2 separate regions of the Mus musculus genome follow, and region 1 is linked to region 2. A link is a contact called in public HiChIP or PLAC-seq data. All regions are on one chromosome and are shown on one strand. Each heading gives the region's core, a stretch centred on a gene start, on an enhancer-like site or on the middle of the called end of the contact. The rest is flanking DNA. Distances are from core to core; before and after follow the strand shown. Region 1 has its middle 73 kb from the start of Icos. Region 2 holds the start of Icos (inducible T cell co-stimulator).

Region 1 (4,283 bases), core at 810-3,309, 73 kb before region 2:
TAGGATGGTGTATAGCACGTAGTCCCCCAAGTCACCAAGGAGCTACCATCCCAGTTCCTTCCTGTCTCCTGCAAAGCTTTTCTCGGGTAAGGAAGAAATAAGGATCTATAATATCTAGCATATTGGTCAGGATCTATAATATGTAGCATATTGGTTAGAAGCTATAATATCTAGGATATTGGTTAGGATCTATAATATGTATCACATTGATTAAAATCTATAATATCTAGTATATTGGTTAGGATCTATGATATCTAGCATATTGTTAGGATCTATGATATCTTGCATATTGGTTACAGTCTCCTTACTTCAGTTTCCTTCAACAAAATAAAGATAAACTTGCATATAAATAGTTTCTATTTTTCACTTGCACCGAATCAAAGACACGTGGGGTTTTTGTAGGCTGAAGTCATAAGAAAGAGCTAATGTAAGATGTGCAGGTACTTCTTTTACCACCAAGCCAACCTCCTTCCCCATCAGCAATATGCTCAGTGCCAGGGTTTGGAGCAATATAAATGCTGGCAAGAAGGTTGGCAGAAAGAAGCCCTTATATATTGCTGATGGGAATGACAGCATTTATAGACACTGTGGAAATCAGCGCCAGTTTCCTCCAAACACTAAAAGTAGAACTACTATATGCTCCAGCCATACTACTACTGGATATGTGTGTGTGTGTGTGTGTGTGTGTGTGTGTATGGAATCTAAATCAACATACCACAAGCATAACTACACACCCATATTTATTGCAGGGCTAGTCACAATACCAAGTAATGGATTCAGTATAGGTATCATTAACAGCTCCATGAATCAAAAACTATTATCTGTAGGGATACATTATATGTACTTGTACACACAGTGGAGCTTTATTCATTTAGTCACTGGCAGGGGAAATGAATGGAATTAGACATCTCAATGCTATGTCAAAGAAGCCAGATTCATAATGACATTACATGTCTTTTGTTATATGTGGGGGGTGGTAGTGGAGGTGGTGGTGGTGTGTGTGTATGGGGGACTGTTTGGTGAGGACAAAGGAACTAAAGAGAGATAAAAGGGATAACATCTCATGTTTTCTTCTGTATTTAGAATCCAGATAGATGATAGATAGATAGATAGATAGATAGATAGATAGATAGATAGATAGAATGTATACACACTTGTATATGCTTGTACACACACAGTTACATATGGCACTGACAAGAAACAGAAGGGATAAGACTTTTGGGGAAAATAAGACAGGCAGGAAGGAAGAGGGTAAACAAAGGAGAACAGTGTGCAGGTGAAATAAAGAGGTAGAGTAATATATGTATATAAAAATGTTTTCCTGAAACCTACCATATTATATGCTCACTCAAAATACTGGTAAATAAATAACTCTATTTACCAGTTTTTACTCTATGTTTTTTGCATATAGCATCTTCTAGTGCCTATAACCTCTAAGCATGGTATTATCTTTATTTTAAGTTAAACACCTGTGCTGGTAACTTCTGATTTGGTAGAATCTAAAGTCATCTTGGGAGGGAAAGGCCAATACTTGATTGTCTGGTCAGGATGGCCTGTGAGAGGCTCCCTTAGTTGGGTTGAAGTAGGAGACTCTGTCTGAATGTGGGCAGCAACATTTCTTGAGCTGGACCTTGGGCTGCAAGAAAAGGAGAAAGATATTTGAGCATTAACATGCACCCATTAATTCTTGCTCTCTGCTCTTTGCTATGGCTATACCCCAAGTTCCTGCTGCCTTGACATAAATCTTATCTGTAACATGGAACTGTGGGCCAAATAAACCCTTTTTCCTTGAAGTTCCTTTTGGTTGGGGTATTTTATTACAGCAGCAGTAAAAGAAACTAAGGCAGAAGTTGAACATGATAACCACACAGAAAATACCAGCTCGTGCCCTTATTCTAGATGCCTGACATTTAAGTAGAGAGAACAGTTTCAACAACTGAGAAGTAACCTGGGCTGTTTCTCAGCAAAACCTTGGTTTTGAATGTTCTGAAGTATGAAACTAAATCCTACCCTCTGAGAGGGAATGAGTCATGCAGCTAGCGAAGAAGACTGGCATCTTCCTCCCAGCCCTATGTGGTTGGCCTCCGCTTAGGCACTGGCACACTCATGGTTTGACTAACACCTTGCTTCTTCGTGTAAATAGCACTAGAACAGAGAAGCCAGTGCAGCACCAGTGGCAGCCATAAAAAAAAACAAAAAACAAAAAACAAAAAAAAAAAAAAAACACTTGAAATCCTAATAAGGATATGAAATAAAGTTTCCTAGTGAGAAAAATTGACACTGTGGCTGTGGTTCTGAGCCATGGTGTGAGCGTGTGTGTCATAGGTGACCTGGCAAGGAAACAATGGGTTCTAGAGCACATCAAACATGATCCTTCCAAACAGCCCTCGCTATCTCATTGACAAATGTTAGAGACTTGCTATGCTGTGTGATCCACAGGCAAAACCCAAAGGCAACAAAGTGAGGAACTGAGATGGATTAGGACCTGCGGGATTCTGAAGACTTGGACGCGCTATGTTTATTTGCTTTAGAAGAGATCCAGAAGAGAAGCAGCTTCCATTTACCTCATTTATACACTTGTCCTCTGCTCCCCCGATGCCACGAGACATTTTACAGTCAAAGGCACAGAATTAACACAAGGATACAGCCTGTGAACTCATGGGAAACGGATGGAGAAATGGAGACGTGTCACAGCTGCAATGCCTATGAACCTCAATGGTAACCAACATGTCATGATAGTCCTAAGAGTGCAATAGTGAAACATGTCTTTGTGGTAACCAACAGCTTCCTAATTGGACTGAAGGCAGAGTCAACACAAAGAAAATTATATCTAGTACTAGAAACCTAACAAACTTTCTGGGGTTAGTGAGGTCATGGATCTTAGAGAACAACTTTTCACCATTTTAATAAACCAACATAGTTCCTCACTAGATTCTAAGTCCCTCAGACAAATTTAGCTCCCACCTCCTCATCATAGAAACTTCTTTGCAACAGGAGACCATTACAAAAAATTATAACCAGTCAAATGCAGAAAACAAGTAATCATGGGGTGCCCAGGCCCAATGAGTACATCCACAACAAGAACCCCACACCAGAGTCTCAGGGAACATGACAGAGACGAGGGAGCAATAGGACTGTGAGAGTCAGGAAAGCTTCTGTGAGATTGTGTCTCCTAGATATGACAGGGAAACTTCAACCATGGTACCCTATCAATATGTCTGCCTAAACAAGACCTGAAGAAGTACAACACCAACAGACATGCTAACATGGAAGAAGAAATGCTAATCTTAAAGAGCCTTGCCCTTAAACAAAGAACAACAGGCAACTAAGGCATAGGGATGGGTAGAGAAACGACCCTTCCCAGGGATGAGCCGCCTCATTGGTCATCCAAAAGCAAATGGGCAGCAAACCAGATACATACAAATAAAACTAAGCAAGTAACACCAAGTGAGCTGAACAGATTATATTTTAGACTTGTGTGTGTGTGTGTGTGAAATGCCAATTTTAAAGAACAAAGGCCATGATTTCAAAAGGAAGCATGATGGGAAGACAAATGGGAGGGAAAGGATGGAGAAAAGGGAAGGGGAAAATGATATAGCTGTATTTTAATTTTTTAAAAAAGGGGCATGAAGTTGGGGATGTGTATATAGAAGGAGTTAAGGGGAGGAAGAAGTATATTTTTTAAAAATTAAAAGAAGAAGAAAGGGGTTGGGTTGAAAGGGAGTAATAATTACAGTTGAACATTTTGGCTTCCAGTCTAGAGATGCCACCTTGAACCACAGTCGATGCTCAGAACATGCTCACTGAAGCAGAGAAAGAGGACACTACTGAGCCTGACCCTTCCATGAGGCCCTATAGATGCCTTCCTACTCTGTCTGTTCACCACTGCCTTCATGGCCTGATAATTTCTCCTTAATCATCCTTAGTAGTACCCACAGAGAAGCAGCGACCAAAGAAGACTGAGATCCACAGCACTGTCTCATATATATATATGTGTGTGTGTGTGTGTGTGTGTGTGTGTGTGTGTGTGTGTATACACAAGTATAACAGAGCATCCCGGCATCCCTTGCCTAAGCTGTCAACTACTAATCCTGAGTTCTTGCTACAGTCACAGTTTCTCTTTTCCTGCCTACTTTGATATGAATCCCTTTGTCTCTAAGCCATTCTCAAACTGTCCCAATTTTGAGAGTGCCATCTGTTTTCCCTCAGGATACTGATACAGCCATCACACCCCTTAGTTAGTCGTTGTCAAGGTTATTTCCTCACATCTGCCTCTTGTATGC
Region 2 (4,809 bases), core at 1,383-3,882:
CCCACACCACCCCCATTGCCCAAGTAGGGGCTCTTCTCTTATAGCTTCTTTCTGCGGATCCTTCTGTAAGAAAGAGCCTTCTGCCATTCCAGAATCATTAAAACAAAAATATTTTGTAGACTTTTACACTGAGATCCATTGAAGACTGGGAATGTTCAAGACTCTCAACCTTCTTAATTCTCAATCTTCTTAATTTGTGTTGTTCACAAATCTTCAATGGAGCTGGGCACATTGGGCTTCTACCAATGGTTCTGCCACTAAGTGTTGTGTGACAAATCACTTAGCCTTCCCTGGTTTATGAGTCTTTATCAGTACTGCCTGAGGGCAAGAATCCCTGTATCATTTTGTCAAGACAGAGCCAAGAGTTAGAAACACTAAAAGTGTTATAACTACCCATGAGTGTTTAGTTTCCTGCAGTTTGGTTCTGTTTATAGCTATGAAATTAGGAGTTCCTGGGTGTGTGTGACCTAGGGCAACGTTTAATATGATGATCATTGGCATGTTTATTACCCCTGTTTACCTGTCATTGGAAAATGGCATTCTACATAACACAGTTTTTTTTGTGTCATAAGACTAACGAACATTGGTTTTTACTCACTAAGGATCTCAGGTGACTATTCCAGAAGATCTTATTGATCAGCTTAGCTTGGCAACTCATGAGAATCCTACAGCTGAATCCATCCCTCTACAGAAATGACACCACTGTTGATACAAGTCTTTTGAGTACAGCACCACCACCACAACTACCCGAATGGGTTTGGGATACAGAAAACTTTTGATGCATCCCAAACCAACCATGCAATAACTTGTACAAATGTTCTTGGAAGAAATTCCAAACTCTTTAGCATGGCCCTGTGGGCTGAGAAGTCTGACCACTGACTTCTTTCTTAGCCTCATCTGGCATCATGCCCAGCTTCCCTTCCTCCCTGTGCTCAGCCACATCAGCCCTCTGACCTTCCTTGAAAACTACAGATCCTTTGGATTGACTTTCCATTGAATTGTCTTTCCTCTCTTGACACTGCTCTTCCCACTGATTCCTATCTGTCCTTCCAATTTCAACTCAAGCGTCATTTCCACAGAACAGTCTGTATGGCTCTAGCTACACACACACACACCTCCCTGTCTGACCTGGATCCTTGGTGCCCTCTCTTGCCATCAATTCATACGATTGTTTGATTCATGTCTCTTTCACTAGTACTCAGCTAGTCTCAGCAGAGTGGGCCTGCCTGGTCTTGCTCACCACTGTTTATACAATAGCCAGCCCAGCATCTCCTGCATGGCAAGTGTCCAGTGATGCGTGAATGAACGGATGAGTGGATGAGTAAATGAGTGGATCTCCCTGCCATGGTTTTTCTTGTTTCACGTATGCTGCTAAGCTTTTCAGGGGGGTTGTAAAACTAGCGTGCAGAGTAGAAAACACATCTGGCCCAGAGCTGTTCTTAGTACTTCTTCCAGGTAAATACAACAAGGTCTTCGCTCTTCATCCTTCTTAAGAACATTTGAGTGCCTTTGAAACAGCACAATACTAAATGTTTAATAAATCCAATTTTAGGTTTGACTTCTTTTTGGAGAGAAAAGTAATGTCTCCTTCTTTCTACCACTGAAAAAAATGCATTTCCAGATGGACTTATACCACTGAGCATTCTGCTTTTGCTTCTCCTATTAAAGGCATTTCCCACCACTTAATGTTTCACTTCACTTATCCCAATTTCAAGAACAGTATGTAAGTGCATATAATAAGAAGCAGCAAAAGACTGTATGTAATTACTTACACTGCACATGACCCTCTTTAAACTTCTCATGTAGAGTCTGATAAATGTCACCCACGAAAAAGAGTCAAAGATTCCAGAATGTTTAAGGTCTAGAGGGACTAGTGAATGCTGTCAGTCATTTTCTCCCCCTTTTTACATTTGGGGTGATCTTCATATCTAGTGTCTAAAAGCCTTATAAGATAAGCCAGGATTGGTATGGCTCTGTCTTGAAAAACAAAACAATCAAAAATAAAAAGCAACAAAACAAAACAAAAACCACCAACCCTATGGCAGACTGTACATTTAAGACTTAGGACCAACCAGGTAAGAGTAAAGTCAAAATTTTCCTTTTGGAAGTCATCCACTTTTTTCTCTACTATAGAAGGATTTCCAGGGCTATTCAATTTCTATTCTTTTGACACAAATAATCTTGCCTTTCATCTTTCTCTAAAAAGAGTGAGCTACTCTCCTACTTTATACACTGTCAGGTAACTTTGAACAAGTAATTTAAAATTTTAATGGTCTGTTGAAATGTACTTTTTCATGTTAAAACACAGTATCAAAAGAAGCACTGACATCCACGCTGACCGGGCATGACGCCCTGAGCCGTGAGCTTCAGTGCCTCTGAAACTGTCTGTGCTTGTTAAAAACAAAATAAAATAAAATAAAATAAAATAAAATAAAATCATTTTCCATTTTTACTTAATTTTTCTACTTCAGATTTTTCTTAATGTTCTCTTGAAGTAGAACTCAATAAGAGCTATGGATGGCCACTCACCTGTTAAAAGTCTGATTAGGAAGCAGAAGACAAAGACACGGCAGAAGTACGGCTTCATGTCTGCCAGGAGCAGTTGCAGTCTTCTCCTCCAGTGCTCAAAAGTGTCAGTGAAGTCGTGATCTCAGTTGTTTTCAGTTTTCTGGAGAGGAAGTGGGTTTGTGGAGGTTGATGTGGTGTCACATTTATCATCCACTTCTACTTGGAGAGCTATCACAGCGCCTCCTGCATGGCAAGTACCCGGTGATGTATGAATGGATAGATGCGTAAATGAATGACTAGATGGATGAATGTGTGAATGAATACATGGATGTGTGAATAAATGGATGGATGGATGGATGGATGGATGAATGGATGAATGGATAGATGGATGCATGCATGTATGAATGAGTGAATGGATGGATGTGAGAATGGAAGGATGAATGGATGCATGTATGTATGTATGTATGTATGTATGGATGGATGGATGGATGGATGGATGGATTTCATTTTCAAAGCTATTTATGTGTCATTTGTGCTTCTAGGGACTTCATGGACCATTCATATCACTGCTGGGTGGAAAGCATTACCGTTTGTAGGGTGGATGCTTAATTCACAGATTTTTGTTGATCATGAAGGCAGGAAGAAAATGTGACCCTCTTTCTGGTTAGAAACACAAAGCCCATCATTTTCAGAAGCAATTCATTCAGATCTCTATATCAATAGCTACTGGGGACTGCAGGATCCAACACAAATTATGAATAAGGCATATTTTGACACATTTGTCAGGGCTATTTACTCCAGAGATGTAAGGCCTTTGAAATAGGACAGAAAATAAATGAAAGTTTTTAAGAAAATGACATTTTAAAACATCTGAAAGAGGAATATTCCTGGAATATGAGAAATAATATTTATATGGTGTTCATTGTAGATTATGATTTTATAAATGATAGGGTCAGGTTTAAAGTGACTTAACCCCTTTTCTCTAAGTTACAGTCATCTGTAGAAACTCGAGAGTCTGTCTGCATGTATGGTGCAAATGAAGCAAGAAAGCTAAGATGCCTGATAAAAATCTCTGTCTCTGCAGAAAGAGAAAAAAGACAGTAGCAATGGCAATAATGCAAATAATTTATTTACAGCCACCTAAATTTTATATGAAATATATCTTAATTAATTATATATAATATTATATATAATATAATATAATATAATATAATATAATATATATGTGGTATATATATTATATATATATATATATATATATATATATATATATATATATATATGATATATATAATTTAAAGGTAAAGAGGATGAGAAATGGCTCAGTGGGTAAAAGCACTTGCTGTCAAACATAAGGACCTGAGTTCAAATCCTTAACAACCTTGCAAAACCTGGGTGTGGTTGTGCATGCCTGTAACCACAGAACACCACAGGAGGGCAGACAGGAGGATCCTCAGAGCTCACTTGTCAGTCAGCCTAAGCAAAATGGTGAGTGTCAGGTTCCATGAGAGACCCTGTCTCAAGGAACAGCAGGAAGAATGATAGAGGAAGGTGCCCAGTGTCCTCTTCTGGCCTCTCAATGACTGCTCATAGACTACACACAACACATGGATACTACACACCATACCACACACACACACACACACACACACACACTTCAATGTAGAATAACAAATGGCTTACTTTGTATAGAGAATACCAAATACTATGAATATAGTTAATAGTATGCTTAAATTGTTTTAATGGACTTTTTGTGTGCATACATATTCATATTATTCTATGCATATTGTTATTTACTTTATGAATCGTGGGCCACTATTTTCCTCATCTCAGAAATAGGGAAAAATGAGGCAAAGAAAAGTAAAAGGCCTGGCCTCGCCCAAGCCCTATAGGAAGTGGCTGTGCTGGCATTTGAAGAGTCTAGTTCTCAAGTGCCCACTCTTAACTAACCAGAAAGAGTCATTCATGCCAAGGCCTGCCACTAAGATGTAGCTGAGGTCTCCTGTGACTGCCTCAGTTCTAGCCTGTCCTCAATGAGGCATGTGTAAGTGACTTACACTTTTTAGTGTGGGTCCCTTCCCCTTACTATGTACAGAGAGCTAGCTCCTACGTCACGAGTATAGTGCTCTCGTGAACACCAAGGGGCCCCAATTCTAGAGCTCAGAAACATTTCATGAGGAAGGTTGGAGGTCACATGCAGATGATGAGAACCTGAAATATTTCTAATACATTCACTCATTCTTCAAGTCTCCCAACAATTCTACCAAGAAGATCTCCTCATCCTCTCTGGGTCATTTATGA

Evidence for each region. HiChIP or PLAC-seq counts read pairs in DNA pulled down with a chosen protein or histone mark.
Region 1: a contact with region 2 is called in a BATF HiChIP or PLAC-seq map of CD8 T cells, with 81 read pairs. The contact joins the enhancer-like site here to the promoter of Icos in region 2. A contact is called at or near these places in 2 of 39 promoter capture datasets (the 3T3-L1 cell line and hippocampal neurons), 1 of 15 datasets of contacts at CTCF or cohesin (CD8 T cells), 26 of 484 Hi-C or Micro-C datasets (CD4 T cells, CD8 T cells, CD8 central memory T cells and 13 more), 6 of 115 datasets of contacts at active chromatin or transcription factors (CD8 T cells, Th17 cells, effector CD8 T cells and 1 more) and 1 of 9 other capture datasets (adipose tissue).

The regions. Positions count from the first base shown.
Region 1 is chr1:61,048,312-61,052,594 of GRCm38.p6, reverse strand. No RefSeq gene overlaps it. Among named protein-coding and RNA genes, the nearest start is that of Icos, 73 kb to the right of the region's middle. Within about 2 kb of position 2,059, at least 21 of the 459 cell types and tissues checked have an H3K27ac peak or open chromatin away from gene starts, as enhancers often do. A contact at or near this core is called in CD8 T cells, CD8 central memory T cells, the MNK3 cell line and 7 more, where this site is marked.
Region 2 is chr1:60,975,737-60,980,545 of GRCm38.p6, reverse strand. Icos (inducible T cell co-stimulator) reads right to left here and starts at 2,632. Exons shown (of 5, transcript NM_017480.2): 1 at 2,530-2,632. The coding sequence starts at 2,587.